3 separate regions of the Hordeum vulgare genome follow, and all the other regions are linked to region 2. A link is a contact called in public Hi-C data. All regions are on one chromosome and are shown on one strand. The core of a region is the stretch at or near the end of the contact, and the rest is flanking DNA. Distances in the headings are between cores, read along the strand shown.

The links. Hi-C and Micro-C count contacts between places; a contact is called where the count stands out from the background.
Region 1: a contact with region 2 is called in a Hi-C map of leaf, with 4 times the contacts expected there. The contact joins the promoter of LOC123424690 here to the promoter of LOC123424691 in region 2. A contact is called at or near these places in 4 of 6 Hi-C or Micro-C datasets (leaf and seedling) and 1 of 1 datasets of contacts at active chromatin or transcription factors (embryo).
Region 3: a Hi-C map of leaf shows a contact between it and region 2, with 5 times the contacts expected there. The contact joins the promoter of LOC123424692 here to the promoter of LOC123424691 in region 2. A contact is called at or near these places in 4 of 6 Hi-C or Micro-C datasets (leaf and seedling) and 1 of 1 datasets of contacts at active chromatin or transcription factors (embryo).

Annotation. Positions count from the first base shown.
Region 1 is chr2H:37,070,475-37,074,653 of MorexV3_pseudomolecules_assembly, reverse strand. It overlaps LOC123424690 (zinc finger CCCH domain-containing protein 53-like), which reads left to right and starts at 1,263. Exons shown (of 9, transcript XM_045108354.1): 1 at 1,263-2,659; 2 at 2,747-2,932; 3 at 3,028-3,213; 4 at 3,311-3,399; 5 at 3,496-3,765; 6 at 3,854-3,971; 7 at 4,108-4,179. The coding sequence starts at 1,671.
Region 2 is chr2H:37,315,216-37,319,197 of MorexV3_pseudomolecules_assembly, reverse strand. LOC123424691 reads left to right here and starts at 1,392. Exons shown (of 6, transcript XM_045108356.1): 1 at 1,392-2,446; 2 at 2,599-2,778; 3 at 3,716-3,859. The coding sequence starts at 1,640.
Region 3 is chr2H:37,528,377-37,532,808 of MorexV3_pseudomolecules_assembly, reverse strand. LOC123424692 (probable apyrase 2) reads right to left here and starts at 1,819. Exons shown (of 9, transcript XM_045108357.1): 1 at 1,024-1,819; 2 at 809-937; 3 at 676-732; 4 at 425-517; 5 at 1-93. The coding sequence starts at 1,344.

The sequences.
Region 1 (4,179 bases), core at 14-2,513, 240 kb after region 2:
CGTCTTTTCGCGCCATATCATCCATCATCCGTGGGCATCAGCGCCGGTCACACTTGGCTTTCGTTCGGCTTTTCCCCCTGCCCCTGCGACCGAATTCGTTTCGCGGCCTCGACCACGATCGTGAGCTCCAAGCGCTCTCGCCGCGGCCGCGCGAACGGATGACCGGCGGCCGGGAGACCGACCCGCACGGTCGCGAGTTGATCCGATCGGGCACGCACGTAGCACCGGCTGACGCGGCAGCGGCCGGGGGACAGACAGCGGCCGTCGCGCGCCCAACAACAAGCAAACAGAGCAGGTGGGCCCTACGGAGAGTGACGTGGAAATTGCAGTTTATCCGCATCATTTGTTTTTCATTTCATTTCACGTATGCTGGATTATCATTCGACTGTGCGTGACAGGGGAGTATTTCACGCTCCATTTTTTTGGGTTTGATCACTCCAGTGGAGGCCGAGAGGGAGGAGGAAAGCGACGGCGAGCGGGGGCGAGGGAGGATGACGGGGAACGCCCCGATAGGGATGCTCCCGCTCCGTGCGGCTCGTCCCAGAAAAAGCTACTCGTTCGTGTTTGCAGAACCAAAATAAGTAATTGGCGCTAGTTAGGGCCAGCACAATTACTTGGACAACAATAATCTCTGAAGCAGCGAAAAGAGAGAAGAATACTCGTGTTTACTCGTACATGGCAGTGGGGCAAACGACAAGGATCTGGGAGTAAACAAACCTTGTGAAGCGACGGAAAGGCGAGCGAGGCGAGGCGAGGCTAGCTCCCGCTTTAGCTTGGCTACGGGGTATCAAACGGAGTATAAAAATGTCGGGCCGGGCGCCATTCTTATCGCGAAAGGCCGCCGCAGCGGCAGCAGCGGCCGCGGCGAGGGAGCAGGACAAAGCGGGCCGGGACGGCGACCGGAGTGGGCGCCGCCCGCGCGGGGCCCCTCCCGGTCAGCACCCCAGATCGCGGCCGCTCCGGTCAATCAATCACAGACAGATCCACCCGGCCACGAAATTACCGCGCAGCACAGTAGTTTCTTACCGTCAGATTGATTGAACGACGGCACTGTTTGGTATTCCTATCCGTCCGTCCGTCCAGAGAGCACAGGAAGAAGGCAGAGAAAAGAAAAGGCGGAAAATAAAGGGCGAGAGCGAGGCGGTCAGTGACAGAGGCGGTGGATCGGGTTTTATAAATGGGGGCCACGGAGATCCAGATCTATCCCGCCTGAAACAAACCCCAAACCAAAAACACCGCAGCAGCAGATAAAAACACCGCAGGACAGACCGCGGCAGCCAGGCAGTGGCATTTTGCGGGGACGCCCCCGCGAGTTTTCTTCCGTCACTGGCGAGGCCCCTCGTCCTCTCCCGGGGAAAAGGGACGGCGGCCAGCCCAGCTTATACATAGGGAGATTGGGATACAGCGCGAGGGCCAAGGAAGGGAAGGGAAGGTGCGCACCACCCTCGTGCCGCTGCTGCAACTAGTATAGCCCGCTCGCTCGCTAGCAAGCTAACCCGCGAAGGACCTCTGGGGATTGATTCATGGAGTCGCTCGTCTCCGGCTCGAGCCATCTCTCTAGCTAGCTAGTCGTTGGTTGTTGTTGTCGTGCGAGGAAGGAGGGAGGAGGAGGAAGGGGGTGTGAGGTTGTTTGCGGGCTAGGGTTGGTTGAGCGGGCTTCGTCGATCGGCATGGACGCCTACGAGGCGACCAAGGTGGTGTTCGCGCGGATCCAGGGGCTGGACCCGGACCACGCGGCCAAGATCATGGGGCTGCTGCTCATCCAGGACCACGGCGAGAAGGAGATGATACGCCTCGCCTTCGGCCCGGAGGCGCTGCTGCTCGCCGTCATGGCCAAGGCGCGCAAGGACCTCGGCCTGCTCCCGGCGTCCTCGGGCCCCGGCACGCCCACCTCCGCCGCGGCCACCGGCCACTCGCCCTTCATGCTCTCGCGCCAGAACTCCGGCCGCGGCGGCGGAGGCACGGCGCCCTCGCCGCTCTCGGTCTCGTCGCCCTCCTCGTGGGCCCCGCCCCCGGTGTTCTCGAGGAGCAACAGCGTCAGCAATGGCAGCGCCGCGGAGGAGATGGCGGGCGTCGGGGAGGAGCTGATGAGTCCAGCCAACGGCCCGCAGTCGCCCTTCTTCGGCGGGGGCGGGGACTCGCTGATCCTCGACGAGCTCCACCTGCAGGACCAGCTCGCGTTCCTCAGCGAGGGAGGCATGGGCGGGGGAGGGCGCCAGCTCCCGCTGTTCGACAACGGCGAGTGCCGCAGCCCCAGCGGCGGCGACGGAGGGCTCTTCCCGTACGGCGCCGGGTGGGCCAACGGCGGGCCGGGGCACCGCAGGAGCGCGTCGGTGAGCGAGCTCTGCTTCGGGGGCGGCGACGGCCTCGGCTGGAAGCCGTGCCTCTACTACGCGCGCGGGTACTGCAAAAACGGGAGCGCCTGCCGGTTCGTGCACGGCGGCTTCCCCGACGACCTCGCCGGCGCGAAGATGGACCAGGCCGCCGTGGAGCAACAGTGCCAGGACTTCCTCCTCCGCTCCAAGTCCCAGCGCCTGGCCGCGGCCGCCGGCTTCGCCTACTCGCCCACCGGCTCCCTCCCTGGCTCCCCCTCCGCGGCGAGCAAGTGCCTCAGCTTGCTCCTGCAGCAGCAGCAGCAGCAGCAAAACGACGGCCAAAGGTAAATACCCACCACCCTCGCCACCTACGAGCTCCTCGCTCTCGTTTCTACCGGCCGGCAGCTCACCGGTTGCTCTCCGATTCGCAGGGCCGCGGCCGCGGCTGCCGCAGCGGCGTTGATGCTGGGCGGCGACGAGGCGCACAAGTTCATGAACCGCCCCCGTCTCGACCGCGGCGACTTCGCCAGCATGATGAACCCGGGGTCCCGGCAGATTTACCTCACCTTCCCGGCGGACAGCACCTTCCGCGAGGAGGACGTCTCCAACTACTTCAGGTAACTTCACCGTGCTCGCCCGCACACCACAGCTCTACCTCCGCTCCGGCTGCAAGCCTCGCCGGTATTAACCTTGCTCTTCCTCCGAACCGCAGCATCTACGGCCCTGTCCACGACGTGCGCATCCCCTACCAGCAGAAGCGCATGTTCGGGTTCGTCACCTTCGTCTACCCGGAGACGGTGAAGCTGATCCTGGCCAAGGGCAACCCGCACTTCATCTGCGACGCGCGCGTGCTCGTCAAGCCCTACAAGGAGAAGGGAAAGGTCCCCGACAAGTTCAGGCAAGCCCATGGCGATCCATCTTTGCCGCTTGCTTCCGGCAGCAGTAACTAACCACAACATCCCCATGACCATTTATTTTCCGCTGCTGCTCTGCAGGAAGCAGCAGGGCGAGAGAGTGGACTTCTCCAGCTGCGGGTCTCCAACCGGGCTGGACGCCAGAGACCCCTTCGATCTCCACCAGATTGGTTCGTCATTGTGACATTCAGTTGCTAGCTGCAGCTTCAGTGTTTGTTGATTGTTTTGATGCATGATAAGTGAGTGTGTGCTGGATTGGATTCCAGGTGCGAGGATGCTGCAGCACTCCAACAGCGCCAACGAGATGCTGCTGAGGAGGAAGCTGGAGGAGCAGCAGCAGGCGGTGGAGCTGCAGCAGGCGATCGAGCTTCAGAGCCGGCGCCTCATGGGGCTGCAGATGCTCGACCTCAAGACACGCTCGGCCGCGGCTGCCGCCGCCGCCACCGCGCCGACTCCCATCGCCAAGCCGTTCAGCCCCACCCACACGACTGCCACCACCCCTACCCTCGAGTCGCCGCCCGATTCCGGTATTACCTGTGTGTGGCCAACAGAGAACAGCTTATTTACCTGGCCACAACAGATGCAGTGTTGCTCACATTTGCTGTGCTGATCTTCTTGTAACAGGGGAGCAAGGCAATGGCTGCGGCTTCCTTTTTCCTCACAAGAATGCGGTCAACGGAGCTGATAAGGATGAAACCTCAGGCGATTCCACCACCAGCCCTAACACTGACAGTGACCAAAGGTGGAATTTAACGCTAAACAAATCACCATCATCATCACCATTTGTTCCTTTCATCACACTTAGCTTTCATCCAGCAGTGCAGGGAAGTAAGCATTTCACCAAACTGATCTTTTAGCCCCTTGTGCTAATCCTGCAGCGCGGAGCATAATCTCCCGGACAGCCCGTTCGCGTCGCCAACCAAGTCGGGGGCATTCGCCCGTGATGCTTT
Region 2 (3,982 bases), core at 143-2,642:
CATCGATAAAACGTCTACGAAAGACCGAATACGGTGCCGCTACGGTCGACCGTTCGGGTACCAGACGGACTCCGATTGCAACGAAATTTGACAGTTGGCCTACCTATATCTAAATACGACCGCACGCCAAGTTTCAACCCAATCAGAGAAATTTTTACATACATTTCTAAAAACAGGATTCAAACGATGTCGCAGGCGCGTGCGAGTGTGGTCGGGCTCAGAACGGGCAAAGACGAGAACCGGCAACTAACAACGGATGCAAGTTTTGAAACTGGCGGCTACGGGATGCCGATGCAATGCGGATGATGCGCATGATGCGATGATGATGCGACAAATAAAAATAATCACACGACGAAAACGGAATAAAAGGGAAATCTTCTGAATCGTCGGTCTCGGGCTGTCACAGAGCTGCAATGGCGACATCAGGACAACTGCAAACGACGACGCCAATGCTACAACCATGGACGTAAAAAGCTACATCTAATAGATAAAAAAGCTTCAACCAGACTTCAGAATACACAAAAATTACAACCGTTCTAACAGAAGCTTCATCCCGCGGATGAAAAAGCTTCAACCACATATAGAAAAATCTTCATCCAATGACTACAAAAACTTCAACCATTTTTAGAACACATGAAATGTTGCAACCGTTTAGAAAAAACTCCATCCAACACATGAAAAAGCTTCAACCAGAGTTTTTGAGAAAGCTTCAACCAGTTTTTGAAACACATGAAATGTTGCAATCGTTTAAAAAAAATCTTCATCCGACAGATGGAAAGCTTTAACGATAGTTTTTGAGAAAGTTTCAACCAAAATGTTTTGCAACCAATTGTGTCATTTTTTGTTGAAACCGACGGTGTCGTGTGCTACAGTCATGACTCAATTTTGTTGCGAGCGTGCATGCCGAGCTACAACCGGCGACAACGACGGCGAGATGTTTTTTACTACAACTGTATTTATTTATTGCTACTACCAACAACTTGTTTTGTTGCATCCGTTCTTTTTCTTCCACGATGAACTATCCACCGGACGCTTCAGTCGGGATGAGATGTTTGTGGTTGATTTCTACGAGCCCCGTGGACATCGACGGACACATGGACGAGGGCGGCTATGAGCAGCGACAAGCACGACGAAGATGGCACAATGCTTCGAGCGGCAGGGGCGGCAGGCGACGACAGGAGACAGGAACGAAAGACGCGTGGAGAAGAAGAGAGGATAGTGGTGAACGTTTTTTTTTACGAGGATTCAACGACCCACACGATCGAGATCCAAACCCTGTGGTACGACCAATTTGGGCCGGCCCACCGGCGCCGCCTAAAAGAAAAAGGGAAACTTTGATCCCGGTGCCAAACCGCCACCTCACCCACTCCGATCGCACGCCCTCGAGCTCGGTGCGCAATAATACCACGGCGGCATCTTCTCCCCTCCCAACCGTGCGGTGGCTTCCAAACGACTCCTCCGTCACCGCCTCGCCGTCGCCATCACCCCGAAATCAACATGCCACCAGCCGCCGCCCCCCCACCCCGCACATGCGCTGCTCTGCTCCCACTTCGCCTACTCGCTCACGCTCACGCCACCCCAGTCTGGCACTCTCCAGCCGACGCCCACAGCCGTAACCACCGCTGAGCACCGCTCTTCCATGGCGGCCGCCGACGACGATGGCCAGATCGACGACGACGAGTACTACGAGTACAACCCGCACCCCTACGGCGGCGGCTACGACATCTCCGCCACCTACGGCGCCCCGCTCCCGCCCTCCACCTCCACGTGCTACCCCATCTCCTCCCCCGACGGCGCCCCCGCGCGCCCCTCTCCGCGGCCGCCCGTGCCCGCCCCCGTGACTGCTCCTGCCCCCGCAACGCCGCAGCCGCCACCAGCTTCGCCCCCGAAGCCTCGGCCGGTCCCATCGCCAGAGCCGGCGAGGACACCGCCCTTTTCGCCGGTTCCGGCTCCGGTGCCGGTCGCGGAGCCGTTCTACTGGCCCAAGCCGCACGACTACGGGGACGCTCCGCGGTGGCCGCCCGTGTACCCCACGCCGGAGGTGTTCCGGCGCTGGCCGTACCTGGCGGCGGGGTCGCATTGCTGCCACTCGCGGTGCGGGCCGCGCGACTACTGGAGGCAGTGCATGCGCGGGCTGGACTTCCTCTTCGGCCACGCCGACGGGTACGGGGAGCGGCGGATTGGGACCGACTGCCACGGGGTCCCAGTGTACGCCAACAAGAAGGGGGGAGTGGAGGACGCCGTGGTGGTCGAGGTGCCGCCGCCGGAAATCGGGAGGGTGCAGTGGCACGATGCCGGCGAGGTGCCGGCCATTGGGAATGTGCAGTGGCACGACGCTGGCGAGGTGCCAGCAATTGGGAATGAGCAGTGGCACGACCACGGCGAGGTGCCAGCGATTGGGAATGTGCAGTGGCACAACGCCGGCGAAGCGCACGATCAGAGCAATGTGAGGAAATACACCGCATCATTCTTCAGTTTATCATGCTTTAGTATACTCTTATCATATTATTAATAAATACAGTACGTAGTACAGTATATATCTTCCTTCGTCGGTATTCTATTGACCGATTCCTTCGTTGTTTTTGTACTCGGAGACAGTGGCTATCTTCTTACGACAACGCAAAAGAGGATACATATGCATATGCCCATTCTACGTATGGCTCGTATGACACGTCTTACCAACAGTCTTACAGTGCTGATGCTGCTCCGGATGAACCTACGTGGTTTCCCAATCAGAGCTATCAGGATCTTTACAGAGAGGAAGAGCCTCGGTATCAGGTACTCCCTCCGTCCCAAAATAAGTGTCTCAAGCTTAGTACAACTTTGTACTAGAGCTAGTACAAAGTTAAGACACTTATTTCGGGACGGAGGGAGTATTTCTCATTTCTGAATGATCCATGTGTCAGCCACTCAACTGACTAGTGAGCAGCGAGTGACTAGTTGTCACTTGTCACTCTATCCATTTTGCGCAATTATGTGCTGATCTGTCAGTCAATGGGCTCGCCACAGGAGCATTAGTGTTGTCTAAGTACCATCAGCATATTGACTTGCTCTGCCCAATGATTAATTTGACATTTATAAAGAGCAACATTAGACTAGAAATGCAAGACGAATCAATGAGTTGTATGTCTGAATTCTGAAAGATGCTTCAGTAACTCGAGTAGACAATCCAGTCCATGATTCATCACTTTCCTTTTTCAGAACATCCATGATTCATTACTTATTATACTTGCACCTGGACCTGCCCCTGCTTGTTATATTCACATCTAAACCCCATCTCAGTTTCACACAAGCGTCCTGTTATGCTGCAGAGAATACTATTTCAGCTCAACCTATATATTGCTACAATCAAAGCTTTAGTTAACGGACACCCTTAAGTAGTACTGTTTGTTTGTTTAATGTGGTCATATGTATTGTTTGTTTGATCTTTTACAGTTTACTGAATTAGGTAGCCACATGCACATCAGTGTTGTCTAACTATACGTATGCATATATATTTGCTCTCCCTGAATGCCTGATTTACTAATCTTATTAATAGAGGATCATTAGACAAGACAGACGAAACAAATCATTAATATTTTTATATGTTTGAAAGAGATGTTCCAGTAACTACCTACGCTATCCTAATCCATGATTAGTTACTTATTACTTGCACCCTATCCTGCTTGACTGCTTGTTATCTTCACATCTAAACCTCATCTCGATTTCAATGCAGGAGGTTTTACCCAGTTATGGTATAGAAAGCACATTTTCATCTCAACCTATTTATTGTTACAATCAACACTCTGGTGAACAACCACTGCATGTTGAGGTTGAACCTCCAGAAACATTTTATTCTCACAAGTTGGAGTACCACGAGGTTTGTTAGCTATCAATGTCATTTACTTACCTCTTTCAGTTTTGTGTTGACACATCAGTAGTTCTATACATGCATTTGCTTGTCCAGGCTGACTACATTTGTCTCTGTGAAAATATAGTATGC
Region 3 (4,432 bases), core at 570-3,069, 210 kb before region 2:
CGCCATTTGGACAGATCCACCGCCAAGGTCAACCACACCAACTGTGTCTGCATACGTCTTTCCCAGTTTTCCCAACAGATAATTAATGGTAACCTGTAAGAATATAGAAGAGTAAATGAGAGTTATATGGTATATGTCCCTGCACTAGAAGCTAAACAAAGCAGCAAAGCTTATGACGAATTCCTAAACACTCTGCTTATTGCACGACGTAACCACTACTAGGCTTGGTTGATGGTTACCTTGAACTCTACTTGCATCCAATTTTACATATAAACCATCAAACACCAGTTCATAAATTAGAAAAATGGCATGTAGTCTTCTAAAAAACGAAATAATGCAGTGACAATATTTTTTTGCTCGAGACTCAAGAGCCTTAGAATAACATGAAACGCAACCATATGTAAAAGCAAGGCCAGCATCCTACCCATTCATATGCACCTTCCTGGGTTCCATCAAGAACTGTAACCCAATCCGGCTGGTTCTTAAATGAACTCTTTTCACGAAGAAGATCCCTAACCTGCATGTTTGTGGATGCGTTAGTATCCAGATTGATGATCAATCATGATAAATTGGTAAAGATAACCTCACTGAAACAAGAGAACAACATAATAGCTCTCAATGCAGACAATAATGATAATGATGACAATGGGACTGATATGATAGAAGACCATTTACCGCTTGCAATATCTCTTCGGATTTTCCTGCTCCCAACGCTCTTAAGCCTGCGGTGGCCTGTGAATGAAGAAGAAAGCTAAGAACATCAACGAGCACCGATTACAAAATCAATTAGTGTGAACAAACAACTCACCCCAACTCTGACCGGCGTCTGGTCGCGCAATTCGGCCGGAACCACTTCCTTGGCCTTCTCAATGAGAGAGACGAGCGATTGAGCAGCCTCGCGCGGGTCATTGGCGAACGCGCTAAGTCCAGGCTTTTTCTGCGAGAGGGGAAGTGGAACGGAATTCAGCTGACAATAACCTAGATCAGATCCAGATCCGATGGACGAACGGGCCGTCGTCTTACCTGGACGAAAAGCTCGATGTCGGTGCCAATGTGGACCAGATCCAGGTTGCCGTCGAAGCAGAAGACGTGGACGCGGCTGCCGGAGCTGCCGGCGTCGAATATGACGGCGTACTTCTTGTCCCCGGCGGCGACGGCGGCGGCCCCTCCTCCTCCGAGGGGCCTCTGGGCGGCCCCGGAGGGCGCGCGCGGCATGAGCAGGAGCACGAGCGAGACGAGGGCGAGGGGCGCGAGCACGACGAGCAGCACCCCGCGGTAGCGGTGCACGCGGTCGGCGAGCGTGTCCTGGCGGCCGGCCCCCGGCAGCTGCGAGTAGCGGCGCATCTTGTCGGCGGGCAGGAGGTGGAGGTCGGGCAAGGAGGGCGTGCGGTAGCGGATGCGGCCCCCGGGGCCGGGGGGCGACGGCTGCTTGACCGCCTCTAGATCCTCCGCGGGATCCAGCGCTCCCGTCCGTCCGCTCCGCTCCGCGCGCGTCGGCGTGGGGGAGGGGAGGGGAGGGAAGGGTCGATCTGCCTGGTGGCCGCGCAGCGCGAGCCTCGGGGTGGAGTTTTAGGCAGGCGGGCGCGCGTCGGTGGGTTTGACTTGGGGCGGGGTGGCGTCGGGATCCGGGCGCATGCTGGGGAAATGCGCGCGCCTCGGGATGTGGCGCGGTGGTCTCCCGCTGCTGTGCTGCCGCCGGGCACGCGCGCGACGGAGGTGGGGGAGGGAGGTGGCGGTGGCGGTGGCGTGCGGGAATGGCGGCGCTTTGTAGCGGCCGCGGCGGGGGTGGGGTGGGGGGTTGCTTGTGCGGGTTCGCCGTGCTCTGCCCGTGCCGGTGCGGTTGGGTTGGGTTTGCTTCGTCCGCGCGCGTGTGCGGAGTTGGCCGGACGCCACCGGAGCCGCTGTGGTGCTTGGTAATTTCTACGGTGCCTCGGTCCACGGGTGCGCCGGACCGTGATTGGTTGGTGCAGGTAATTGACCGTGTACGCGCCAACCAGAGATCGTGTTGACGTGTTGATGGATTCAGCGATCCAGTTTAGAAAAAGCTTTCTAATGCTCCATCCGTGTTAAAATATTGTACTAACTCTAATACAAAATTATACTATTAAGTTTGAGACATTTATTTTGGAACGGATGGACTACTTATTCAACAATTATCAAAGTAATAAAAATTACATCTAAATTCCCACTTAGTGACGACTCTAAACACTCGAACGAGCTAAAGGAAACCCTCCTTATGGAGGTTGAACAAAGCTTGTTGCATAACCGAATCGTAATACCAACCATCGTCTAGCAACCATCATCAATAAAACATGTATATATTGGACGTATATATTCAAACTATAAACACATGGACGCAAACTAACAAGGAGTGAATCCAAGTACTTCAACCGAAGACAAAGTCGAACAAATTTTACGAGATCCATCGAAGACTCTGGGATCATTAGAAGGAATGTCTAGGGGGTGAATAGACTACTTGACAAAATTAAAACTTAACATTTTCCTAATTTTAATGGTTGGTAGATTTTAGCAATTATAGCAAGTCAAACGCATCCTATACATGCAAGTCTACGAGTATAGCAGCGAAATGTAAAGACACGCACGTGAAAGTAATAAGTAGAGGTAGGAAGATCCAACGCAAAGGATGACACGGTGATTTTTTACGTGATTTCGATAGCTGATGCTATCGTATGCTCACGTTGATGGAGACTTCAACCTAGGAAGGGTAACGGTTGTACGAGTCCGCGGAAGGCTCCATCCACAAGGGACGTCTAACCAATCTAGAAGACACCACTCTTCACAGGGTAATAAATATGGTAAGTATGATGAACTCATTGCTCTTGTGCTTCAAAGGTAGTCTCCTCAACACTCAATCACTCTCTCACATATTTGGCTTTGGTAGAAGAGATTGATTAGGTGGAAAGCAACTTTGGGAGGCTAGAAATCAAGATCCATATGATAGGAATGGAATATCTTGATCTCAACACATTATTAGGTGGTTCTCTCATAATGGATGGGGCAAGTGTTGGTATGTTCTGAGTGCTTCCTCTATGAATGCGAGGTAGGTGGAGGGGTCTATATAGATATCTCAAAAATACAACCGTTACAACATTATTGCCCAACTCGGTGAAACCGAAGCAAAAAACTCGGTTGCACCGACTAGTGCAAAATGTGGCAATTTTTGACGTTTCGGTGAGACCTATATATAAATCTCGATGAATCCGATTTTCCTGACCTAGGCAGTTATCCAAACTTGGTGGCACCGATTTGCAAATAGGAAATTCCTATTTTCAACAAATGGTAACGAGGGAGTTGGTCACTGGTTTTCGGTTCACCAAAATCAAGACTTGGTGGTACCAAGATTATTGGTTTGGCTTTGGATTTTGTCTAGGGTAAAACTTGGTAAGGCCGATTTGGAAATGTTGTTATCATTGAATTTGAGTATTTAGACTTTGGAAAGAATATTTACGGGAGAATTTCATGAGGGTTTTTGGTGGCTAACTCTAAGCACTTGAGCAACCAGATCATCATAGACACCTCATCCCTTCTAATAGTATTGGCTTTCCTATGGACTTAAATATGATTTCTCACAAAATGCAAAATGTAGAGTCTTGAAGTTCGAAGCTTGGCCAATCTTATTCTTCTACTTCCTTAGGGCTTTTCCTCACAATCCAGCCAATCTTCTCTGTGAACTTCATGTGAAATAAACTAGATAAAGCTATTAGTTCAAGAGAAAATGTATGTTGTCATGAATTATCAAAAACACCAAGGGAGCATATGTGCTTTCAAAGACACACCTCCAAGCAACCTTCAATGATAGCTTAAAACACCATTGAAATGGGGCTAGGAAGAAAGACCATTATTACTCCCTCCATCCCATAATTTAAGAACGTTTTTCAAACTAACACGGCTTGAAAAACGTTCTCATATTATGGGATGGAGGGAGCACATCTTTAGAAAGCTGCCAACGCCTTGATTTCTTGAGCATGATACAAGACCTAAACGGAGACTAAAACACACCTAAATTTGGCGCATGAATGGAAGTGCATCTGGTGCCCCTTAGTGGTTTTGAAGTATTGAGAACAGATGGGTTAAGTGACTAATGTGTTCGTGGGAATACACACGAGACAAAGTCCCTGAATGTTTTGGTTTAACAAATAAAGATGACCCCTAAATATATATATGTACATTGAAGAATTTGGTGCGCCCTTTGAAAATTTTGAAGTGAATAATTGGAACCTTGCAGGCATTGATTTCCTAGTTTCTTTCTTCATTATTTGAGTAAACAGGGAACACCGAACTGTTAATATGGATCTAGGTGATACATTAGCGTGTTTTCGAAGTGATGCTCAAACTCAACACCTATTTTCTTGAAGTGATGACTTTGGAAATCTCATGTAGTACAGTCAAGTTCTTCAGCGACGGAGACAAA